Linked DNA regions of Canis lupus: region 1 is linked to region 2. A link is a contact called in public Hi-C data. All regions are on one chromosome and are shown on one strand. Each heading gives the region's core, a stretch centred on a gene start, on an enhancer-like site or on the middle of the called end of the contact. The rest is flanking DNA. Distances are from core to core; before and after follow the strand shown.

Region 1 (5,764 bases), core at 1,649-4,148, 110 kb before region 2:
AGAGGAGGAGAAAGCAGAGGCCCAGTGAGCCTGGTGTGACAGGGGGACAGAGGTGCTCCTCTTCCATGGGCTAAGAAGGATCTGCAGAGAAGAAGAAATCGAGGGGGGGTAGTGGGGGGCTGCAGCCTGGGCAGATGATTATAGCGTGAAGGCTCTTCAGATCACCTGGGAGTTTACAAAAGGAGCCGGGAGCGATGAGGGAGAGTCAGACTCTGAGCTTAGTCAGAAGGTTTCCCTGCTTGGAGTCCCAGGAGTGCCAGGGTGGAGGGACGGCTGCGACCTCTGCTGAGGGTTCCACTGAATCTTGTGCAAGAAGCCAAAGGAATAGGGAAAATCGCTTCTGCTTTGCCAAATCAGAGAGAAATGATTTATTGGGGTTTGAGATTCAGCTTGAATTTTTGGCTTAAGATATTTACTCTGCTGTGTCCACATGGCTTTTTTTTTTTCCTTCCAAAGCATCTCCTGCCAGAGATTTGTGCATAGGATTCCTTGATTCCCTATTTGATAAATCGGTCAGCCTCTGTCTCCACTTACTTGGCATGAGTCCATCATAAGCATCGCATACATGGGGACAGCTGTGGGGGGAGTCAGTCGATTGGTGCCTGCATATTAGGATGCTCGTGGAGCAGTGGCATGGTGGGGACATCACGCAAGAGCAGAGGAAAGCCAGTGGCTTGAGGGAAGGGCTTGCAGAGTAAATGGTTCCAGGCATAAGTGAGAAGAGTCTTCTCATGAGTCACCTGCAGCTGCCACAATGCAGAGAGTGTGTCTTAGGGCCCCACTGGTTTTCCAGAAGGCCAGCACTTTTCTCTTCTCGCCCCTTGGGATTCAAGAAAGCCCACTGGCGCTTCTTTGCTCAACTTGGGTACCTAGGCCGGGCAGGGAAATGCCTCTTTGCTACGAACTCGTTTGTTCCCAGCCAAGGGGTTTTGTGGTTCCCAAATGTCTCCTGGCCTTCTGATGGCCTGTCCTCCTCCTGACTCTGCGTGGAGAAGGTCACTGATGGTCTCAAATGTGAAAGAAGAAACAGCCCCCTCTGTGTGGTTTGCTTCCTCCTTGCCCCCAGCCCACAGGTCCAGGGGGCAGATCCTAGAATAATACGGTGGGTGTTTGGACACGTGGTTGCATGGTCACAGGCTCAGCATGGGACCGTGTTGGGGCGTCCCCCTTGGAGGTGGTGTCCTCCTTCAAGCCGGTGCCTGTCAGTGGCCTGCTGGCTCTCCTTCCTTCCCCATCTGGCACTCACTCGCCTAGAAGCAGACAGAATCTGACGTTTAAATCTGACGTCTGCCTAGACCTGTGGCGTGGTGACAGTAGCTCTGTCTGCAACCACGTGGCCGGTGCCAGGAAGCAATGCCACGTAACCGACCAGGCGGCCAGCGAGCACCAGGCAGTGTGGCTGGGCTGGGAGTGGGCAGGCGGCTGGTTTCCTGTCCCCAATGGGCCCCTGACATGCTTGTCCCCAGGATGCTGGAGTCACCTTAGCATCTCAAGGGCAAGACACCAGCCAAGAAAACGTTGCCCATTGAGTGTCCAGAACAGGGTTCTTTGGGCTCCTTTCTTAAAACCAGTGAAAACCTCTCTCCCTGATGTTTTGTCTTATTGAAACACCTTTCCTACCACTAACGCACCCCCACTGGTATTGGGGAGTCCCTTCCTCATTCTCCCCAAGAGTGCTTTCTGCTCTGGGATTAGTAATGGGGTTCCTGGCTGGGTTTAGGGCCCTCAGGTATCGGGTCGGTATTTGGGGTTGGGACAGCCCCTGCCACTCATGACCTGAAAACAAGATGGGGATGCGTAACTGGGGTGGGGTATGTGTGGGGGTGTCTCAGCCCCGCTGGACCCTGGGCTTTGAGGTGGGAATGAAATAGGAATTGCTGCAGAATTCCTGAGAGTTCATCGTGGATTTAGTTCATCACGGCACCTGCTTCCTCGCTCACTCCCTTCTTTGTTCTCCCCCTAGCCTGTGGGCCGAAGCTGACCAACTCCCCCACCGTGATCGTCATGGTGGGCCTCCCAGCCCGGGGTAAGACGTACATCTCGAAGAAGCTGACTCGCTACCTCAACTGGATTGGCGTCCCCACGAAAGGTGAGGCCAGTGCCACGGCCAGTCTGGTCACCTGGAGCGCTGTGGTCTTGCTCACTGACCCCTGCAACTATTAAATGGCTGCTGGGACCTGCCTTGTGGGGCCCCGCTGGGGCTGGCCTGCCCCCTGTGGTTGTGGGGGGGGTCCCTCTGGCCGTGTCACTCACCACCCTATGGACATACCCTTCGTTTGTGCTGGATGCTTTCCCACCTGCTGCTCATTTCCTACTGCCCTGCACCTCCTTCAAGATGCCTTCTCTGGCCACATGGTCTGGGGGGATCCGTGTCCCTTAAGTCCCACCAGCACGTAGTTGTGTGCTGCGGCCTCTTTGCACGGTCTCATGCAGCTGGACTGCAGGCGGGGCGGTGGAAGACGGGCTCTGGAAGAGCAGGCCACCGTGAGCGGCACTGGGGCTGGGGAAGCGGGGCTGCCTCTGGCCTCCCAGCCCCGCGTGGGTAGGTCCACTCCCTGGTCTCTGCGTCTTAGCGGAACCTTACTCGGGTTGGCGTCGGTGCGTTGGCGTGGCTTCCTTTGGTAGAGAGGGGGTCAGTAAGGGTCCTTGCCTTTGCCCCCGCAGTGTTCAACGTCGGGGAGTACCGCCGGGAGGCCGTGAAGCAGTACAGCTCCTACAGCTTCTTCCGCCCCGACAATGAGGAAGCCATGAAAGTCCGCAAGTAAGGCCCAAGCTGCTGCGGGAGCCTGGACGTGGGTTTGCTCTGCTTCCTGAAGCCGGGTTCTCTGGGAGAAAGAGGAAGCTGCCTGCGGTGTGGCTCCCCAGATGGGCCTCCGAGTGTGCTAGGGTGTGTGTCGGCCTCGCTGGGGCTCGCTGCTTCATCTGCAACCCGTGGCCCAGTTCATCTGAGGGTTGATACAGATCAGCAGTGATGCCTCGTCGAGGACGAACAAAATGTGTGTGTGTGTATGTGTGTGTAAAATCATCTGTTTACATTTGCTGAGCATTTTTCTTTTAAGCCCGGGGTGGTCGTGAAACCCAGGTCCCGTGGCGCTCAACCCCTGACAGCATTCTAGATGCACCCGGGAGCTTGGGAAGCTCCTGATGCCAGCCCTCCCCTAGATAGTGCAGTGAGAATCCAGGGGCAGGACCTGGGCGGCCGATGTGTAAAAGCTCCCGGAGAGATTTCTGTGTGCAGCCAGGCATGAGCACCATCTCCCGAGGGTGACCGTGGCCACCCGTGCAAGCCTCCCCTAGAGCCTCTGGGTGTGTGGGGGCTGGGCCTGGCCGCCCTGGCCAGCCTGGCGGTTTAGGGGTGGAATTGCCGGTCAGTCTGTTTGTTAGGATGAATGGGGGGTTGCGTGGGCTTCCCCCTTGGGCTGTGCTGCTCTGATGCCTGCATTCTCTTTCTGTGTGTTCCAGGCAGTGTGCTCTAGCTGCCTTGAGAGATGTCAAAAGTTACCTGATGAAGGAAGGGGGCCAAATTGCAGTAAGTCTGGGAATTGCCAGCCCTGTCTCCAGTGCCATAGTGGGGTAGTGCCCTGGAGGGAGCAAAATGTAGAACAGTGGCCAGAGCAGTGCCAAGAGACATTGCAGGGACACCTCTACTGGGACAAGTGCCTCTGGCCTGAGAGTTGAGGGAAGCAAGTGGCTAGTGCAGCACAGGGACCCAGGAAGGGGGTTAACTGGGTGCAGACCCGGGGCACAGCTGGTTGGTATGCTCTGATCACCCCTCATCTGTATGCCGTTGGACACCACCCTCCAAGGCAGGCTGGGCCTGGGGTAGCTGTGCCATGGTAGCCAGGGTCCCTTCCCTTGCACCCTCTCCTGTGCGTTGCTACTGTTCATTTGGTTTAAGTACCATCCCCCAGCTCCCTATCTGTCCCAGAGTGCTGGAGGCAGCAGGAGGCCCAGGGGGCAGGGCACCATCTCTCCTGGAACCTCGTTTGGCTTACACCTGGAGGTGACAGGCCTGACCTACTTGTGGTTTGGTAAATACTATAGATCTTAAACTTGGGCTCTCCTCACTGCCCGTCTTTCTTGCTATCAGGTTTTCGATGCCACCAATACTACCAGAGAGAGGAGACACATGATCCTTCATTTTGCCAAAGAAAATGATTTCAAGGTGAGCCAAACTTCTTGTCTTGCTCTGGAGCATGGAGGAGTGAGGAAAACATACCCCTCGGGAACTGGCTGATTGCCATGTCTGGGGCACCGCTGCTCCTTGCCTGCATCTTTACCTCCTGCTGCCCCTGCTTTGCTGCCTTACAGATTGAGTCTCCCTGGTGGGGACTCTCAGGGGTTACCATGACTAGGAGGTAGGATTGAGCAAGTGGTTGGTTTTATGTGTTTGGGTATTTTTAAAGAGGTCTTGTCTCCTCCAGTGTGGTGATGACATCACAGTGACACCCAAGTCAGCCCTTTGTGTTAACCACATTTGTTGTGTCCTAACGTTTTTGCCTTACTTTTACTTCCAGGTGTTTTTCATTGAGTCTGTGTGCGATGACCCTATGGTTGTGGCCTCGAACATCATGGTAAGACCACGCAGAACCCCACTCTAGGGTGGCAGTGAGAGAAAAGTGGGGAACCAGGTCAGGCCCAGAGCAATAACTGGGTGCTGAGAGCGAGCTGGCTGACCCACTTGTTGGTTTTGTCGGAGAAATGGGAATCCAGGGAGGAGGGAGGTGCAGAGCAGTATTTAATTTAGAAGCATGTTCTGTGACCTGGGCTGGCTTTTATCTGGGGTCCTTGCAGACCGTTGGCAGAAACCAATCTTTGTAGGACGTGAGAGATAAAGGAGGAGACTGGAAACAGTTTCTGTGGGTAGCTTGGCAGCCAGCTGGGGACGGGGCTGCTTGGGACAAAGGGCAGCTCACCTGCTCCAGATGGGAAAGGAGGCAGTGGGGTGGACTCTTAGGCTGTTAAGGTCTTAGTAAGAATGATCGTGTATCGATAAAACGCCATAGGACGCAGCCAACTCAACCAGAACCCCCATGTGTGGGAAGACTGGAGGTAGGAAAACGATCTTCCTGCTTTTGCATCTGTAATGTAACCTTCTCCTCTCCCGGTGCCAAGGGGGAGTTTGCCCAGATAAATTGAAGGTAACTGGCAGCTTAATTTGATTGATTCTTAAATTTTGCCACTTGAGAGCGATATATTGTAAGTGGAAACCATTACCATGAAGACCTTACCACAGGTCACCTTCCCAAGTAGATAATTTTCTGTGTAAATTACATGAGAGTAAGACATGTCTCTAATGACAAGCGGGTCTGAGGCTTGTACAGGGAGTGCTCCGGTTTGCTGTATACACACGTGCATCTTTATTTTTTTTTTAAAGATTTTATTTATTGACGAGAGACACAGAGAGAGGGGCAGAGACACAGGCAGAGGGAGAAGCAAGCTCCATGCAGGGAGCCCGACATGGGACTCAGTCCCGGGTCTCCAGGATCACACCCTGGGCCGAAGGCAGGGGCTAAACTGCTGAGCCACCCAGGGATCCCCCACGCGTGCATCCTTAGGGGGTTGCTGAAGATCCATTGGCTTGGAAGGCAGCGGGAATATTCACGAGCGTTTCTAAGAAATGAGTTTGTATGTCAGGAAGGGCTATTCAACTAGTGGAAAATCAGGCCCGGTTAGTTTTCAGCACGTCCAAAGGAAGAGGCTCAAAGTACGGGGACGTAGCACAGACGTGGCGGTCATCGGAACAGAGGGTTTTGCTTGTGTC
Region 2 (5,867 bases), core at 720-3,219:
TGGTTATCTTTCTTTTTGGAAAGATAAATGGTCCCAAAGGAAATGGATGGGAGATACGACAATTTTTGACAATGTCTGAGTGTGGTGCTGAGTTATCTCCAAAAGGGTTACCGTTGCTCTCAAGGAGGGACTTATGCCAGTTGAGTTATTATAGGAGGCTCAGTGTTTAGACAGATAAGCCATTTCAGGAATTCAAATGCCTTCAGCTCAAAATAATTTTTATGCCATTTTTATTCTGAACCCCTTAACAGGAGTATTTAGGGTCACTGAATGGGGAAATTGAAACCGTAGGTGAATTACAACGTACAAGTGACCAAATGTCCTTGGATAAATAGCTGATCCAGATTTGGGTCAGGAACTATATAAGAGGAGCCAAGAACCTTTTCTCAAACCAGCATGGAAACCATTAATGACAACTGGGGTCAGATCACAAGGGCACAGAAGTTCCCATTGGCCAAAGACAGGACAATTTGAATATCACAAAGTATAATGACTACAAGGGATTTAAACACATAAATATGTATAAATCCATGAATTCACAATGATCTTCAAAACAACAGTTCATTTGTTTTGTTTGGAGAAGTCTGTCACCTGTGATTATTCTGAAAACTAGCCAAGTAAAGGAGGAAAGATCATACATTTATTCTGCTTTTAGTTCTGCCAGTTTAGAGAAAGAAACTACAGAGGGCAGGGGAACATGATGAAAGACACTTTAGGGGTTGTAATTAATAAGATCTAGGGTGTGACTAAAAAAAAAAAAAAAGACCTGGGGTGTGGGAGACTCTATAGGGCAAATAGCTCTGTTTCTTCAATAAATAAAATGCAAGAATTAGGGAGAATGAACCTATAGAGATTTAAGAGATACAGTCAGACTGATGCATTGCCCTTATTTGGATCTTAATTTGAACAAGCCAATTGTTGATAAATTATGACATTTGTGGAAGTCTTTATCTTTCAGCAGTACATACTGAAGTATTGATAGATGGAATAATATGATATTTGAGACTTGCTTCAAAAATAATCCAGTGGTGTTGGGAAGGAAAGTGAGTGGGATATAAAACAAAATTGGCCATGTGTTGATATTTGTTGAACTGGATGATGAGTACTGTTGGTCTTTTTACCTTTACGTATGTTTGAACATGTTTCTAATAATTTAGAGTAAGGCGAAAAGAGGCCTAGGTCTGAAAGAGGAAGAGGATCCAGTGTAGGGGGTAAGCTAACAGAAGAACCATCCTCTGGATGACTGAAAATCCCCATGGACCTGTAAGTTTGGAAACTTTCAGCTAGAAGAAAAGTTAGTTTGAATGACAGGACAAAGTTCTTAATTTTCACTCCATATTTGCCTACATTGTCTAAATTATACCCCTGTATGCCTCTGAAAATATCACATTGCACCACACAAACATTATAATTGTTTGTGGTCATATGTCCTGTTGTATGTGTAATATGGGGATTATATATAGTTCTGTAGACATTTAGTCAAAGAAGAAGTTGGATTTTTGATCTTCCTCCTTTTGCCCACCTGGAGTGAGTCAGTCTCCCAAGTCAGGAGTGGCTATTTGTCCACTTTGGGAAGGATAAGATGTTAGCAAGCTTGCAGGCTTCCGTTTCCTGCTCAATAAATATTTGAGTGTCCCAGTTGTTTTCTTTTGGCGGAAACTCTGTTAGGTGCTGGGAACAGACTGATTACAAAAAAAGAGACATGGTTTTCTAGGCCTCCTAGAGTTTAGATTCTAGTAGAGATACATATTAAGCAAACAACCACGAAAACGAAATTAAAATGTCAACTATGGTAAGTGCAGGGAAGGACGAACATACAGTGCTTTTAACGACTTAGAAAAAAACGAATCTGACCTAGCCTGCAAAATAAGTTTGGGACAGCTTCTTGAGAGAGTGCCTTTGGAGATGAGATGGAGAGTGACCTGAATAACGGGAGGAGGAGGAGAAAGCGAGGACTTTCTGGGCAGAAGCAAGTGTGTGTGTGTGTGTGTGTGTGTGTGTGTGTGTGTGTGTGTGAAGATCTTGTGGTAGGAAGGAGCCCAGGTACATGAGAGGAACTGAAAAAGTCCAGGGTGGCTGTAGTGCAGAGAATGAGAGGAAGAGAGAGGCAGATGGATAAACATGCCTATCTAGGCAGGGGACAGATCATGCAGTTTCTTATAGGTCATGACAGGAGCAGCGAGGGGGCAAAGGAATGACTCACGTCATGAGTAGAAGAGGAGAGGTGGGGGTAGAGGAGAGAGCAGTGCTGAGAAGACACTCTTGTACCGTGATTTGTGTGAAAAAATCCTGTTCTGGCTGGGTGCGTCACCATTGTTGGGTGTTCTCTCTGCTGTTGTTTTTCTCATTTGTCTTGACTCATGAAGGAAGATCAGGGGCTCAAAAGATAGTGGCTGTTTATAGCATTCCCCGTTTGGTTGCCACAGGCCAATGGGTTTAAACTCCTTAAGAGGATTGGAGTCTTGCTCAGGGACCAGTGTGGGTATTCTGGGCAGCTTATACTATGAAGGTGGTATATTAAGAATTATGTCTGTCAGATTTAGCAAATCTAACTGTGGCATGCCAAGTTAAATTTGAATTTCAGGTAAATAAATACTTCCATTTAAATGACAAATAAAGAACGAATAGGTTTTTAGTATATGGGATAATAAATCATTTCAAATAAATCGATGCCCTATTTTTACACGGTACCTTAACCAGAAAATCTATGTTATCCCTCAAACTAAAAAGAGTTTTGAGAAGTTATCAGAGATGCATACAAATCCATATCAATCATCCATTGATATCTATCTATCCATTCCTATCCATCTATGTCCGTCCATCCATCCATCCATCCATCCATCCTGAGCTTTTACTATGTGCTAGACCCCCTTTGGGGGCTGAGGGTACTGTGAGCAATAAGACAAATTCTCTACCTTCATAATACTTACATTCTAGGAACAAAATGTTCATCTTAGAGTGATTATAGCAAACCCTTAGAGATAATATTTATGTCCAACAATAGAGGAATGGATAAATAAATGATGAACTGTCCTGCATACAATCATTACAAAAATCATGTTTTTGAAGATTATTATATGTCATGGGGATTACATGTTTCCAATGTAAAAGCAAATTAAATAAAAGCAGTCCACAAAACCGTAAGGTATAATATAAATTAAAATTACTAGGTATGGATGTAAGGAGGTACACCAATAGTGGGTATATCTGAGCATAGGAATTATGGATAGCATTTTATTAAATCTACGTATTTTAATTTTTTTCCTATACATTTTCTACAAAAACTTGTAGGGGCACCTGGATGGCTTGGTTGGCTGGGCGGCCAACTCTTGATTTCGGCCCAGGTCATGTTCTTGGGGTTGTGGGATCAGTCTGGTGGGGTGGGGGTCCCTGCTCAAAGGGGAGCCTGCTAGAGGATTCTTCTTTCTCCCCTTCCCCTCACACTATTTCTCTCTCTTTCTCTCTCAAATGGATAAGAGTCACTTATGGAAAATTCAATTCTAAAATTGACGGTTGGCCCTGGATAGTCACCATGGGGGCTAAGCTAAGTCTTTAAAAAAAAAGTTGTGTATTATTTTTATGTTTGGAAAAGTTTTTTTTCAGAAGCTCCACAGTAGCCATGGAAAGACTCAAGTTTGGTGCTGGTTTTAGCTCTGTCATTAATTCTCAGGACAACCTTGAGCAAGTCATGTCCCTTGTCTGGGCTTCAGTTTGTTGGATTTAAAATGAAGAGACTAAGCTGTGATTTTTATGTGTAATTAAGACTCAAGCTAAGGTTTAAAAAAATGTGCTTACTTTTGTGGAAGGAGCTCAGAGGGTCCATCATTATACTCCTGTGTATCTTTTTTAAAAAATATTTTATTTATTCATGAGAGAGAGAGAGAGAGACAGAGACAGAGACACAGGCAGAGGCTCCTCAGGGAGCCTGTTGTGGGACTCATCTCAGTCCCAGAACCCCAGGATCATGCCCTGAGCTGAAGGCAGATGCTCAACAACTGAGCCACCTATGTGTCCCTTCTGATTTACTTTTAAATATTTTAGCATAGATAGTGGTGCGTGTGTGTGTGTGTATGTACATACATACATATGTATGTATGTATATTTTGTTCATAATCCTATATGGGGTTGTTAGTTAACATTTAAAATACCATGACTTAAAAATAAAATAAAATAAAGTAAAATAAAATAAAATAAAATACAATAAAATACAATACCTTGACTTTTTTTTTAAAAGAGAGATACAGTGTACAAGTAGCAGGGAGGAGCAGAGGGAGAGGGACAGAGAGAGAAAATCTTAATCAGGTTCTACACTAAGCATGGAGCCAAACATAGGGCTTGATCTCCAGACCCTGAGATCATGACCTGATATGAAACCAAGAACAGAAATCTCACAGAGGAAGACATAGACATGGCCAACATGCATATGAGAAAATGCTCTGCATCACTTGCCATCAGGGAAATACAAATCAAAACTACAATGAGATACCACCTCACACCAGTGAGAATGGGGAAAATTAACAAGGCAGGAAACAACAAATGTTGGAGAGGATGTGGAGAAAAGGGAACCCTCTTACATTGTTGGTGGGAATGTGAACTGGTGCAGCCACTCTGGAAAACTGTGTGGAGGTTCCTCAAACAGTTAAAAATATACCTGCCCTACGACCCAGCAATTGCACTGTTGGGGATTTACCCCAAAGATACAAATGCAATGAAACGCCGGGACACCTGCACCCCGATGTTTATAGCAGCAATGGCCACGATAGCCAAACTGTGGAAGGAGCCTCGGTGTCCATCGAAAGATGAATGGATAAAGAAGATGTGGTTTATGTATACAATGGAAATTACTCAGCTATTAGAAATGACAAATACCCACCATTTGCTTCAACGTGGATGGAACTGGAGGGTATTATGCTGAGTGAAGTAAGTCAGTCGGAGAAGGACAAACATTATATGTTCTCATTCATTTGGGGAATATAAATAATAGTGAAAGGGAATATAAGGGAAGGGAGAAGAAATGTGTGGGAAATATCAGAAAGGGAGACAGAACGTAAAGACTGCTAACTCTGGGAAACGAACTAGGGGTGGTAGAAGGGGAGGAGGGCGGGGTTGGGAGTGAATGGGTGACGGGCACTGGGTGTTATTCTGTATGTTAGTAAATTGAACACCAATAAAAAAAAAAAAAAAGAAACCAAGAATCGGATGCTTAATCAACTGAGCCAACCAGGTGGTGTCCCTAACTGGACATATTCTTTAGGAGTATTGAGGAGTTACTATAAGGCTTTAGTGATCTTTATCTCTGGTCAGTTCTAGAGGGTTCCTTAATAAGCCTAATAAATATGGGAAGTTTTATTCATTGGAGACTTGAGTGATGTTCTTGATACATGAGTTGGCTAGAACTATTTAAAGATTTTCTTGCATGAATAGGGTTTAGGAATCCAGTAATTCTAGCAAATTATAAACTTTGCAGTGATGTCTAGGCCAGATACACCAATTTGTGTAGAATCAAGGGTTCTAGCAACTTGACCCCACGAAACATGGCAGCTGAATACTAGTGCTAGTATATTGTTACATCTGTTTTGATTTAATATTTCATGGAAAGGTCAGAGCTTTGGTACTTCATTGAGTTTACAGAAATGACTGTTTTTGTGCCTCCTTGCTAATGAATATTTCTACGTGTGGTAGAATTTGGCCTGGGACTTGTCTCAATCAGACATCTTCTAGAAGCTCAGTAATGGATGATGAGAGCTATAGTTCTTATGTTTAGTTATTAGATGTGCAGAGTCTGATAATTTTGAATGATTGAGTTGAATCAGGTCACTTGACATGCTAATTGTAAACTCTGTGTTTACAACTCCTTCATCCATTTG

Evidence for each region. A called contact is a pair of places that touch in the nucleus more often than the background predicts.
Region 1: a contact with region 2 is called in a Hi-C map of blood, with 1.8 times the contacts expected there. The contact joins two enhancer-like sites.

Annotation. Positions count from the first base shown.
Region 1 is chr2:28,778,670-28,784,433 of UU_Cfam_GSD_1.0, reverse strand. It overlaps PFKFB3 (6-phosphofructo-2-kinase/fructose-2,6-bisphosphatase 3), which reads left to right. Exons shown (of 15, transcript XM_038530188.1): 2 at 1,964-2,089; 3 at 2,665-2,761; 4 at 3,463-3,529; 5 at 4,091-4,165; 6 at 4,518-4,574. Among named protein-coding and RNA genes, the nearest start is that of PFKFB3, 56 kb to the left of the region's middle. Within about 2 kb of position 2,898, at least 2 of the 20 cell types and tissues checked have an H3K27ac peak or open chromatin away from gene starts, as enhancers often do. A contact at or near this core is called in blood, where this site is marked.
Region 2 is chr2:28,665,348-28,671,214 of UU_Cfam_GSD_1.0, reverse strand. No RefSeq gene overlaps it. Among named protein-coding and RNA genes, the nearest start is that of PFKFB3, 170 kb to the left of the region's middle. Within about 2 kb of position 1,969, at least 4 of the 20 cell types and tissues checked have an H3K27ac peak or open chromatin away from gene starts, as enhancers often do. A contact at or near this core is called in blood, where this site is marked.